3 separate regions of the Mus musculus genome follow, and all the other regions are linked to region 1. The links are chromatin contacts, called in public promoter capture Hi-C maps. All regions are on one chromosome and are shown on one strand. Each heading gives the region's core, a stretch centred on a gene start, on an enhancer-like site or on the middle of the called end of the contact. The rest is flanking DNA. Distances are from core to core; before and after follow the strand shown.

Region 1 (3,829 bases), core at 973-3,472:
GCTGATGAGAAACACCTGCCACAGCTTTGTAAGTAAGGTATGAAGGCTGCGCTTCCCTGGACACTGAAGTCACCTGGGTTGCTGAAGGGCTGACTTTACAGTGTCTGACATAGTGGGATTTTAGGGGTGTCTGAAAGCTGGGCTTGGCTCAGCAACCAACTGGATTTCCCACCAGTGACGGTGTCTTCTAGTGGCTCAAGTTCCCAGAGCAAAAACCAGAGGTCCCAGTGGAAGTTGAAAGAGCCCCAAATCCCTCCAGAGAAGGAAGTTCAGTAGCCTCCTCTGCCACATTCTAAGAGCAAGTCCTTCAGGACATCCCAGGGCAAGACTCCATCAGGCAAAGACAGGATCAGCAAAGGCTTGTCACTTTTGGTGGACCAGGAAGTTATTTGCAAAGAATGAGTTGGATGGACTTTGGAGAAAGATTTGACACAGCCCAGGCCCAGCTATAGAGTCAGAATCAAATTCAAGTGCCACCCTCCCTTGCAGTGCACTAATCTTCCAGGAGCCCAGTGGCCTGTGCCCTCTTGGGGCCTCGGCGACTTCATTTGTAGACTGATAACAGTTTCTGCTTCACAGGGTGTAGACAGATTGAATGGAATGATGTTTTCAAAGTGCTTCCAGGACAAGGGCTAGGGAGGGTGTGTCCACATGTGATGGTGTATGGTCATGTATCTGAAGTAACAAAGAAACCTCCCACTAAGCTACAATGTGTTGGAAATGTTTCTCTTTTTTTGCAACAGAATCTCAAAAATCTCAATAATAGCTCAGCATCTTCTTGTCTCAGCTTGGTGAATACTAAGATTACAGGCACAAGTATTCCCATCCCTGTCTTAGAAGTACCATTTTGATCCACCCTCTCTCTCACTCCCACAAACAACTGAATCCCAAATCTGTATTCTGCTGCTTTCAAGTAGCAGGGATCTGAGTCCATCCTCTTGCCCAGAGTCGCCACGGTCTCACACCTGGATCTTTCCTGGTGTACCACGCTTTCTCCAGCTCCTTTCATGTTGTCCCCTCATGTAAGGACACCCGGGCATCCCCACCTCAAGGTGCGCACAAGTTACTTAAGGAACTTGCTACAATATAGCCCTGCATCCCGCCCCCAAAATCCCACCAAACCTAGAGTATGGTTCTAAACAGCTCACCTGTGAAGTCTCCCTGGCTAAATTTCTAGACTTGGAACAGCTGGAGTTTTCCAAACAGAAGTGTGATGCTGTCCTGAAACCACTGACAAACTTTCAGTGACATCTCTCTGAGCTTCCACCTCGCCTGCTGGCCTCAGCTCCCCTCTCCCCTTCCCATCCCCTCCTCTTTATTTGTAAGTTTGTTTAGTTTCAGATGAGAATTGCATCTCACCTAGTTCTGGGATACCACCATTAAATGGATGTTTCCATGTGCCCTAGGCTTCCCACAGAGTCAGCATGGCCCACCCCAGGGATGGCAGGACTGAGATTTAAGAGTGTTTCCCTTGCTTCCCATTTCTCCTCCCTGATGCATATGTTGTTATTTATATGTTCTAGAAGTTGACCATAGTATGAAGTTTTCTGCAGCGTATTTTTTTTTCTGCCCCCCTTTCACTACTGTGTCTGAGCACATGTGCTGTGCTTTGTAGCTGAAACTGGCTTTATTGCTGCAGAAACCAGTCCACTGTATTTACCCACAGCACTGATGTGAGCATTCTAAATACATCTCGATACGTGGGCATATTTCTCCAGCGTAACTGCCCCAGGAGAGATGAACTGTGTGTTCCTGTCCACCCCCTGTCTCCAGCCACCCTGGAGACTTAGTTCTCAGGAGTCTCTCTCACACACAACAGTGTTCTCTGCATCCCACCCGCCCTCACCTGGTGAACTCCGGCAGTCGCCGCTAAATCTCCCTAATTACACACTTCTTCTGCCTTGTGATTCTGCAACAAGTGGGTCTATCCCTCAAAATCCAGCCCCATAAGGCTTCAGGACTGTGTGGCTCCAGCTTCAGCCTGCACAAAGTAGGCGCCCAAGCAACACTGGAAGCCTCGGTACTGAAGGGGCCCGGAAGGGGCAGGTGAGGACATTGGAGTCGCGTCTGCAGGGGGCTCACCTGGGAGCTTCCTAGGGTGTAGCCAGCAGGGAAGGTCTGGGGTTCAGAATTCCGGGAAATGCGCGCCAGAGTTGCAGGCGGGGGGGGGGGGGGGGGGGCGGGGCCGTGGCTCCGGAAGGCGGGGTCTCTCTGTGGGCGTAGCGTGGGCGGGGCTGTGCCGGGGCAGCCCGGTAAAAAAGAGCGTGGCGGGCCGCGGTCTCTGAGAGCCATCGGGAAGCGACCCTGCCAGCGAGCCAACGCAGACCCAGAGAGCTTCGGCGGAGAGAACCGGGAACACGCTCGGAACCATGGCCCAGACACCCGCATTCAACAAACCCAAAGTAAGCACCGAGGGGCTCCGTTGCCAGGGTTCTGTCCCGGGCTGTCCCGGGGCTTAGCGGGGCCCAGCCTTTGGCGCCTTTAACCTAGAAGCATGGAGTGGCAGGGGGACTCCCGCAGGCATCTCCCCTCGACCCAGGCCTTAGCTTGCTTCCGGGATGTCGAGCGAGAGACGATGTGGCAGGGAGTGTCCAGAACCTGGGGGTGTCTCTGGTCGGCCTTCGGGTTCGGCTGCTGTCTATGCGAACCTGGGAGTGCCTCCAGTCGGCCTTCGGGTTCGGCTGCTGCCTATGCCCTGTGCCCTGGAGGTCTCAGCCTCGCTGTCTGCCAATGGGCATCCAGTGCGGCGGGGCTGCACAGCTGTGTGGGACTGGGCTAGGACCTGGGTGTCTGAGCCCCAGTAGAATGGGGCCCAGGGTCTCTAGCTGTTAAATGTTCAGTGTATGGCTTTATACTTAAGTGTTATGATTACTTTGTGGGCAACAGGTAACCTAGGTTTGTGGGTGCGCCCGTGGGAAAATCTATGATCCAAACCAGAAAAGGAAGGGATAGAGGCTTCAGGGTGCCAGGAGGAACCCCTACACATACTGACCGTTTGGCCATATGGGTTTATTTGGGATGAAGTTTTAGCCCTTGACCCCAGAGGAGAACCCTTTATCTGTCTTTCTGCAAGCTGTGGCTTCTTGGAAACAGGGAGACTCCAGGTCCCCAAGGCCAGATTTGCAGCCCTTACAGATTCTGTCTAGTCAGCCAGGCAAATTGAACTGGTCAGCAGAGTGTGGGACTGAGAACTCAGGGGGAGGGATCAGAGACAGTCACCCTTAGACTTACCCCTCCAAGAAACAGATGCTGAGTGGGGGGCGGGGTGGCAGACGTATGAATCCCGTGTGCATGTTGTGTCATATATGCGTGCATGGAGGGAGCGGGAGGGAAGATGGGCAGTGGGCCTGTATTCCATGCACTTACCATAGGGAACACACTCTGCCCCTCTAGCTAGAGGCTAGAAGGGCAGGGCAAGTCTTCCTACCCAACCAATGCCTGCTGCACATCTTGTCTGGTGGCTCCTGACCACAGTTGGTGCTCTTAGACATCAAAGGGTGAGTTTTCTTTTGATGGTCTGAATTCTCCCTACCCTTGGTCAGGGGAACCATCTCTCCTGATGGAAACCTAAGAGAGTGACTAAAGGTGAGCGACAGGTTACACTTCTGTGGCACCTACCCTTTTGTAACAGCTCTTGGGGGATGGGGGGAGTGCCAATATATCATGAGCCCTGGTATTGTCATCTGACCCATGCTGGGATGTCATTCCTTCCCTCGGGGCTCTTAGACTCCACACCTGGAGAAAAGGACTGTTAGCATTGGTGTCTGGATGTTGGAAGGTGACGTCAGCAGGAAGGTAGCATGCTGGGCTGCTACCTCTGAGGTGGGAC
Region 2 (3,845 bases), core at 286-2,785, 260 kb before region 1:
AGATGGGCTGCTGGAGACTGCCTCAGCAAAAGGCCTACAGCTTTAAACGTTATATAGAAGTTTTCACGCTTTATTATTTAATACAAGGCCTTTAAACTTGCCTGCTTCTTCTAGAGCTTCTTTGTTCCACTATCCTATCCCCCTCCCCAATACACAGAAAGTGCTTTTAAAACACTTTCTGTGTATTTTAAACATTCATTTGTGTGTACACGCCCATGGGAGAGTGCATGCATGGACACGTGTGGGGAAAGGAGGATAACTGTGGGAGCTGGCTCTCTCCCTGCACCACGTGGGTTCCAGGGATTGAACTTGGGTCATCAAGTTTGGCTCCAATCTCCTTTTCTTGCTAAGCCATGTTGACAGCCACCTAATAACTTTTTTTGAAGTTTATGCTGCCCGCTAATCCAAAGGACCTGCATTTAATTCCAAAAACCTACAGGGCAGTTCATAGCGCTGGTTCCAGGGGGTCTGACCACTTTCACCCCACTTCTGGCTGCAGAGTGTATGTGGTACACAGATAAATGTGTGGACATATAATACAGTACACATAACAATACATACATGATGCTTTTTCTTTTTTAAAGTAACCTTAGCTCTACACCCTGCCAATACAGAAGACCCTTCTCACTGTCTACTTCACAGCATCCCACAGCAGCTAAGAGTCAAACAGCAAGCATTCTGGCTAGAAGAAATGTCAGCAGAAATGACAGTTCTCCCAGGCAAAAACCAGTGAAAACCCTAGGCCTTTCTCTTAGAGCTGTCACCTACAAGTCCATGCATTCTTATGCGCAGCCCACCAATGGTGACTTTCTACAGAACAAGTTCCTGAGGGACTATGCCACACTAGACATGCAGCATCAAAGAGAAGTGCCAGGGGCTGGAGAGTTGACTCAGCAGGGAAGAGCTGCTCTTTCAAGAGGACTTGGGTTCAAATCCCTTCATGCTTGTAGCAGCTTACAACCACCCAGAATTCTAGCTTCAATGATGCAATGCCCTCTTTTGGCTTCTGTGAGCAACAAGCATACACGTTCGCGCGTACACACACGTACACACACACTCACTCACACGCATGCATACACATAATCATACACATGCATGCATACATACACACACACACACACACACACACACACACCCCTATATACATAAAAAGAAATAAATCCATCCCAGCACTTGGGAGGCAGAGGCAGGTGGATCTCTGTGAGTTCCAAGGCCAGCCTGGTCTAGAGTAAGCTCCAGGTCAGCCAGAGCTACACAGAGAAACCCTGTCTCAAAAAAATCAAAATAAATAAACAAATCCAAAATAACTATTTTAAGATTCTTTGACACTGTCAGAGTTCTTGAAGATTAAAAACCATCATGTTACTGCAGACATAAATGTATGTCTTTAAAAAGAAAACGGGTATTTTCTAAAACTTTCAATTGTGCGCAGACACACACACACACACACACACACACACACACACACACACAAGAAAACACTAACTAAAGGCCCTGATGCTTACTTACATAACTCAAGACTTACATAGCATGGATTTGGAGCAGCCGGGCCAATTTCAACAGGAAATGGGTTACACAACATCTACTAGTTTGGAGGAAGGCACAGACAAGGAAAAATGAAACAGTCCCTCTTTCTTCGCCTACCTAACACCCAACCTGCACTTCAGGTCACCATCTTGAGCTACCTCACGTCTCAACTATCAAAACCATCCTCTGATTGTTTCCATGGCGTCTTCCTAGATCATGAGAACAGCAACAAACACCAAACCCTCTCACACGTGCTGCTGTAAAAATGGCTGTCTGCATACAAATCCACTTTCTGTCTTGACTCACTCACTAGGCAATAGCTCTTCCTCACATGATCCCTACACCACAGCCACCAGCTACATGTGGCTATTCACTAGAAAATGTGACTAGTGCCACCTTTTGAAACCACAATATTTCGGATATTTAAAACTGTTCATTTAGCTTGCCTTTGGTTGTGGTATCTTTCTTTTTCTTCTTCTTCTTCTTTTTCTCTATACAGGGTTCTCTGTATAGCCACGGCTGTCCTGGAACTCAGTCTGTAATCCAGGCTGGCTTCGAACTCAGAGCCTCATGTATATTACACTCTAGCATTGTGTAACAGCCCTGGACTTTGTTTTGTTCTGTTTCTAAGGTTATAATGAATCAACCAAATTTTGTATTCTATTTCCAGTCTCTCCCAGTCTCCTGCACATTGCCTGGTATGCACAAAGAGCTCCTAAATGAGATGGTAAAACAGATCCGGGCCCTACCCTCCAAACTTGGCAGTATTTTCTCCTTCCTCAAGAATCCTAAGCTCCTACTCCTCAGACCCCACAGACTCCCGTACCCCACAGACTCACTGCCACGTTAGCCATACCCAATAACCTCAAGGGTCCCCTTGGACTAGCGTATCACTTAAGAAACCCTACTGGGTTGCTTTCAAAGTCCTTCAGCCTGTGAGGTTCTTAGGTACACATTCCCACATGCCCTGTTCATACCTCACTCAAACATGCAGGTCTCTTCATCTACAATATTCTCCTGGATATTTCACTTCATGCCTATGTAAACTGTATCCACCTGCCTAGAGCTATCTGCAATCCAGGACTCTGAATCCACACAAACCTGCACCCTAAGTCTAGGGCTTCTTTACGCTGGTCTATGGTAGTGGAGAAAGCTCTACCACTTAGTTTCCCACACATTACTCTCAAAGGAAGGATTCAGACATAATGCCACAAACTGCTCAAATATGCATCTGTTAAGTTTCTGAACAGGCACGACTGGGAGAACAAAGAACACAGAAAGGCAACAGCACCATGTGTCAAAGCACAATCTGCCACCACACAGAAAAGATCCCATTAAACTAAAGATTTTCAGTTCACAAATGCAGACAACAGCATCTCCCTCAGCAGAGTAGCTGTGACCACCAGGAACAGGGCATTAAAAAACACAGTCATAAAATCAATCAATCAGTTAATCTATCTGGTATCCACCCATCCATCCATCTGTGGGACAGTGGACCAGACAGAAAAAATGGTAAGGTAGAGCAGATTCAGGAACCTCCAGCAATTCTCATAATTGAGGACGGTAGGCATTTAAACCTACTCCCAGCCAGGTGCCTGTCCTGGAACACATGACCTCAACACCCCAGTGAAAGGACTGTGAAAATCAGTCACTTAGGGACAATACCTGAAGTCCTTCCACATGCAGATGAGGCATCCCTAACATTTCATACCAAGCCAATAGAAAACATCTGCCCCTAGATCCCACCCAACCCCAGATGTCCTCTCCATAGGGAATAGAGGGCACGAACCGCCTGAGAGTGCCTGTCTTAGCGAGCTGTAACACTCTTGCATGAACCACCTGAGAGCGCCTGTCTTAGCGAGCTGTAACACTCTTGCATGAACCGCCTGAGAGTGCCTGTCTTAGCGAGCTGTAACACTCTTGCATGAACCGCCTGAGAGCGCCTGTCTTAGCGAGCTGTAACACTCTTGCATGAACCGCCTGAGAGTGCCTGTCTTAGCGAGCTGTAACACTCTTGCATGAACCGCCTGAGAGTGCCTGTCTTAGCGAGCTGTAACACTCTTGCATGAACCGCCTGAGAGTGCCTGTCTTAGCGAGCTGTAACACTCTTGCATGAACCGCCTGAGAGTGCCTGTCTTAGCGAGCTGTAACACTCTTGCACGAACCGCCTGAGAGTGCCTGTCTTAGCGAGCTGTAACACTCTTGCATGAACCGCCTGAGAGTGCCTGTCTTAGCGAGCTGTAACACTCCTAGGCAGAGTTTTCTCTCCTCAAGCTTTTGTCGCTGAACCTTGACCCAGCTCAAATAGCTCAGTGCAT
Region 3 (3,499 bases), core at 461-2,960, 280 kb after region 1:
AAAATGAAACACACAACACTTTTTTTCTTTTTTTAGAAGATTGGTCTCATGTATCTCAGGCTTGCCCTGAACTCACTGTGTGGCTGAGCCTTTACCTCTGGTGTGTTGAGATTACAGTCAGGTACTACCACACAGAGTTTATGCAGTGCGAGGCATTGAACCCAGGACTTCGTGCACACTAGTCAAGCATCCTACCAACTGAACTACAGTCCCAGCTCCCATGGCACTCCTCACTGTAAATATAACTCGCCGATGCTTACAATGTTATTGATTTTACTGGACATTTGTCTCCACGGTTCACCTGTGATTTCAGTTCAACCACACATTGACAAATGGAGTCACAGCTCAACGAAGACAGGTGATGACAGAACACAGGCCTGATTTGTAGCACTTGCCAATTTCCTTAGTGCAAATACTTCTATTGTGGCTGATTTCAAGCTTCCTGTGTGATATCACAGAAGGGAGAAGAGAGCACAGAGGTGTTCCCGGGAGGCACAATGGATACAGGTAGGCTCAGGCATAGATAAACCAGATGTGATGGGACATGCTTGTAATCCCAGCACCCAAGAGGGAGGCTGAGACAGGAAGACAACACAGGTTCAAAACCAGCCCTCTCTATAAAGTGAGTTCCAGGCCAGCCAGGGTCACGTAAGAGATCCTGTTTCAAAATAGACAAACAAGAACATAAATAATAATAGAACATAGTAAAATAATTAGAAAGTGATGGGTTTGAGTTTTCACCTTGATTTTAAAGTGCTAATCTATAAACTACAGTCACTAAGGAATAACTCATGGTTGGGAAGCCCTGACTTTGACACCTAACATTACGGGCTAGGAGCTTAGCTAAGGGACAAAACTGAGTGACTGAGTCACCAGTACCTCATGTGAGCTCTGCAAACCTTGGGAGCCCAAGATGTTCAGTCAACAACACAGTTGATTCATCCTTTTTTTTTTCAGCTGATTCATTCTTACATTTATTTACTTATCTATTTATCTGTATTTATTTATTTATTTAGTGTGTGTGTGTGTGTGAGAGAGAGAGAAAGAGAGAGAGAGAGAGCAACTTATGGGAGTTGCCTTCCACAATGTGGAGAGAGCAACTTATGGGAGTTGCCTTCCACAATGTGGATCCCAAGGACTGAATCCAGGTTATTTGGTTTGGCAACAAGTGCCCTTACTTGTCTCAAAACCCGAAGTGGCACATGACTTTAATCTCAGTACTCTGGAGGTCAAGTTTAGGGGATCTCTGAGTTCGAGGCCACCCTGGTTATACAGAATGAGTTCCAAGTCAGCCAGGTCTACTTGGAGAAACCCAGTCTGAAAACAAAACAAGTAAATAAGATTTAAATTTATTAATGACTTTGCAAAGAAATTTCATCTGAAAAACCCTATAACTGACCCAATATACGGAACTCCCAAACTAGCTCTTAAGAAAGGTGGGTCTCTTGTTTGTTTTGCAGATAAAGAAAGCGAGAATCCCATCCCACAAACATGAGGGGAGCAGGTTGCCCAGGCAAAGAGCAGCCTGCAGTGATCTCAGCCAGTAGCTTGGGGGCGATGAGTGGAAGCGGCGCAGGTAAATGCAGACCTGCACTCTGCAGAGACCCATCAAGGCCACTAGAGGGAGACACGCCCTCTAGGGGGCGGAGCTTGCAGGAAGCGCGCATGCGCCCAGAGGGGATGTGGTGGTGCCAGCTCGGGCGAAGGGTAAGACGGTGGCCGAGAAGGCTCTGGAAGGCGGACGGTAGCCGAGAAGGACCGGCATGGAGCACCTGGAGCGCTGCGCGTGGTTTCTCCGCGGGACGCTGGTGAGGGCGACGGTGCGGCGCCACCTGCCCTGGGCGCTGGTGGCCGCCATGCTGGCGGGCTCGGTCGTCAAGGAGCTGTCCCCGCTGCCCGAGAGCTACCTCAGCAACAAGCGCAACGTCCTCAACGTGTGAGTGCATCGGGCTCCGGGCCCCCGCGCCCCAAGAAGCCAGTTGGATGCTGGGGCAGGCGAGTCATCGGGAGGGAGCCCTGTCTTGACAGGCGCGTCCGCGCGCGTGTCGCGACACTGGGACCCTGGGAAAGCAAGTGACATTCGCGCCTAGTATGTGAGCATTCCGATAGGAGGATCGAGTCGGTGACGGGTGGGTTATAAGTGACAGTGGGTACATTGGAGCGGCTATTCCCCCGCCCCCAGAGTTAGGCGCTTGCCCCTGTCCTGTTCAGGGAGATGTCACCTTCCTCTTGCCGGCTAGTCAGACACCCCTCTCTTAACCACTGTGGCAAAAATCCCACCGTTGACTTAAAGAACCACCTCTAGACCCACCCACCACCCCAAGAGCTTTTGCCATCCCTGCCCCATGTTAGTAGAAGCAAGCGTGAAACCTTTCACTCTGGTGACCTTTCTCCTGGATCTCCTTGGACTTTCTCAGTACTCTAAAGTGCATGGCAGTCACCCAGGAAAACAACCCCAGCCGATCTCGTTGGGACATCTCTCAAACTCCACTTATTTCTTTCCTAGTCCTTTAGAAACACTTACATCGTAAGTTTATTGCACAACACTCCGTTGGAGCTAGACAGGGAGTTTGGAAGATGAAATTGCTCCATCCATGTGAGCTTAATGCTTCAGACTAGTGAGTGTCTCCAGCTTGTGGACAATCTGCCTCTCTTGTTAATCTACTTCAAACCCGGTTTTCTCTTTTGGGCAACTGAGTCAGGTTTCTGACAGACCTTGGTTTTAACGAGGCTTTCCTTGTCAAGCCTGTGAAGGTTTTAGTAATGGGCCCTTTGGTGGCGTCTGAGAAACTACTGGAACCTAGGGAAGAAGAGCCCTGTCCTTGGCCCACCTTCATCCTTCCCCACTCGTAGTGGCTGGTCTAAGAATAGAGTGTAAGGGTGGTAGTTGTTCCAGATCTCTTTGGTGGGTGTTTTCTGCCCAGATCTCCAGGTCAGCCACCTTTCATGAGCTCAGAGGAGGCAGACATGGCAGATGTTGCTGTATCTGGCCTAATGAACCAGGAGCCCAGCAGCCTGGCACGCCAATTGTTTAGGGGTAGCCATGGATTCTAATGTTTTGTTCCAAGACATGATGCTGATTAATGGGAGGGAACTGGCAGTGACTCACTGGATCTGGAAGAGATTTTAAAAACGGTTTGGTGCCTTTGGCTTTTCTAGCTGAGGGAACTGAGGCCTGAAGATAAATAAGAGTCAGAATCAGGATTCAAACCATGGTCTTGTAGCTTGAACTAAAGCTTGCTCGCTTTCTTTCTTTCTTTTTTTCTTTCTTTCTTCTTTTCTTTCTTTTAAAGATTTATTTAATGTATATGAGTACGTTATAGCTGTCTTCAGACACACCAGAAGAGGGCATCAGATTCCATGACAGATGGTTATGAGCCACCATGTGGTTGTGGGAATTGAACTCAGGACCTCTGGAAGAGCAGTCAGTGCTCTTAACTGCTGAGCTATCTCTCCAGCCGGTAAAGCTCTTCCTTATAAGACTTACCAGCTTTGTAGA

Evidence for each region. Promoter capture Hi-C pulls out the DNA fragments that hold promoters and counts their contacts. Capture Hi-C pulls out chosen DNA fragments and counts their contacts.
Region 2: a contact with region 1 is called in a promoter capture Hi-C map of 3T3-L1-derived adipocytes, with 4 times the contacts expected there. The contact joins the enhancer-like site here to the promoter of Ada in region 1. A contact is called at or near these places in 9 of 39 promoter capture datasets (the 3T3-L1 cell line, 3T3-L1-derived adipocytes, cranial neural crest and 5 more).
Region 3: a contact with region 1 is called in a promoter capture Hi-C map of liver. The contact joins the promoter of Fitm2 here to the promoter of Ada in region 1. A contact is called at or near these places in 1 of 39 promoter capture datasets (cranial neural crest), 3 of 115 datasets of contacts at active chromatin or transcription factors (bone marrow-derived macrophages, embryonic stem cells and pancreatic cancer cells) and 2 of 9 other capture datasets (adipose tissue and liver).

The regions. Positions count from the first base shown.
Region 1 is chr2:163,748,632-163,752,460 of GRCm38.p6, reverse strand. Ada (adenosine deaminase) reads left to right here and starts at 2,222. Exons shown (of 12, transcript NM_007398.4): 1 at 2,222-2,402. The coding sequence starts at 2,370.
Region 2 is chr2:164,007,146-164,010,990 of GRCm38.p6, reverse strand. The region is part of intron 1 of Ywhab (tyrosine 3-monooxygenase/tryptophan 5-monooxygenase activation protein, beta polypeptide); the gene reads right to left. Among named protein-coding and RNA genes, the nearest start is that of Ywhab, 14 kb to the right of the region's middle. Within about 2 kb of position 1,535, at least 68 of the 459 cell types and tissues checked have an H3K27ac peak or open chromatin away from gene starts, as enhancers often do. A contact at or near this core is called in 3T3-L1-derived adipocytes and hippocampal neurons, where this site is marked.
Region 3 is chr2:163,470,840-163,474,338 of GRCm38.p6, reverse strand. Fitm2 (fat storage-inducing transmembrane protein 2) reads left to right here and starts at 1,710. Exons shown (of 2, transcript NM_173397.4): 1 at 1,710-1,936. The coding sequence starts at 1,764. It overlaps 2310001K24Rik (RIKEN cDNA 2310001K24 gene), which reads right to left and starts at 1,794. Exons shown (of 1, transcript NR_028122.1): 1 at 1,336-1,794.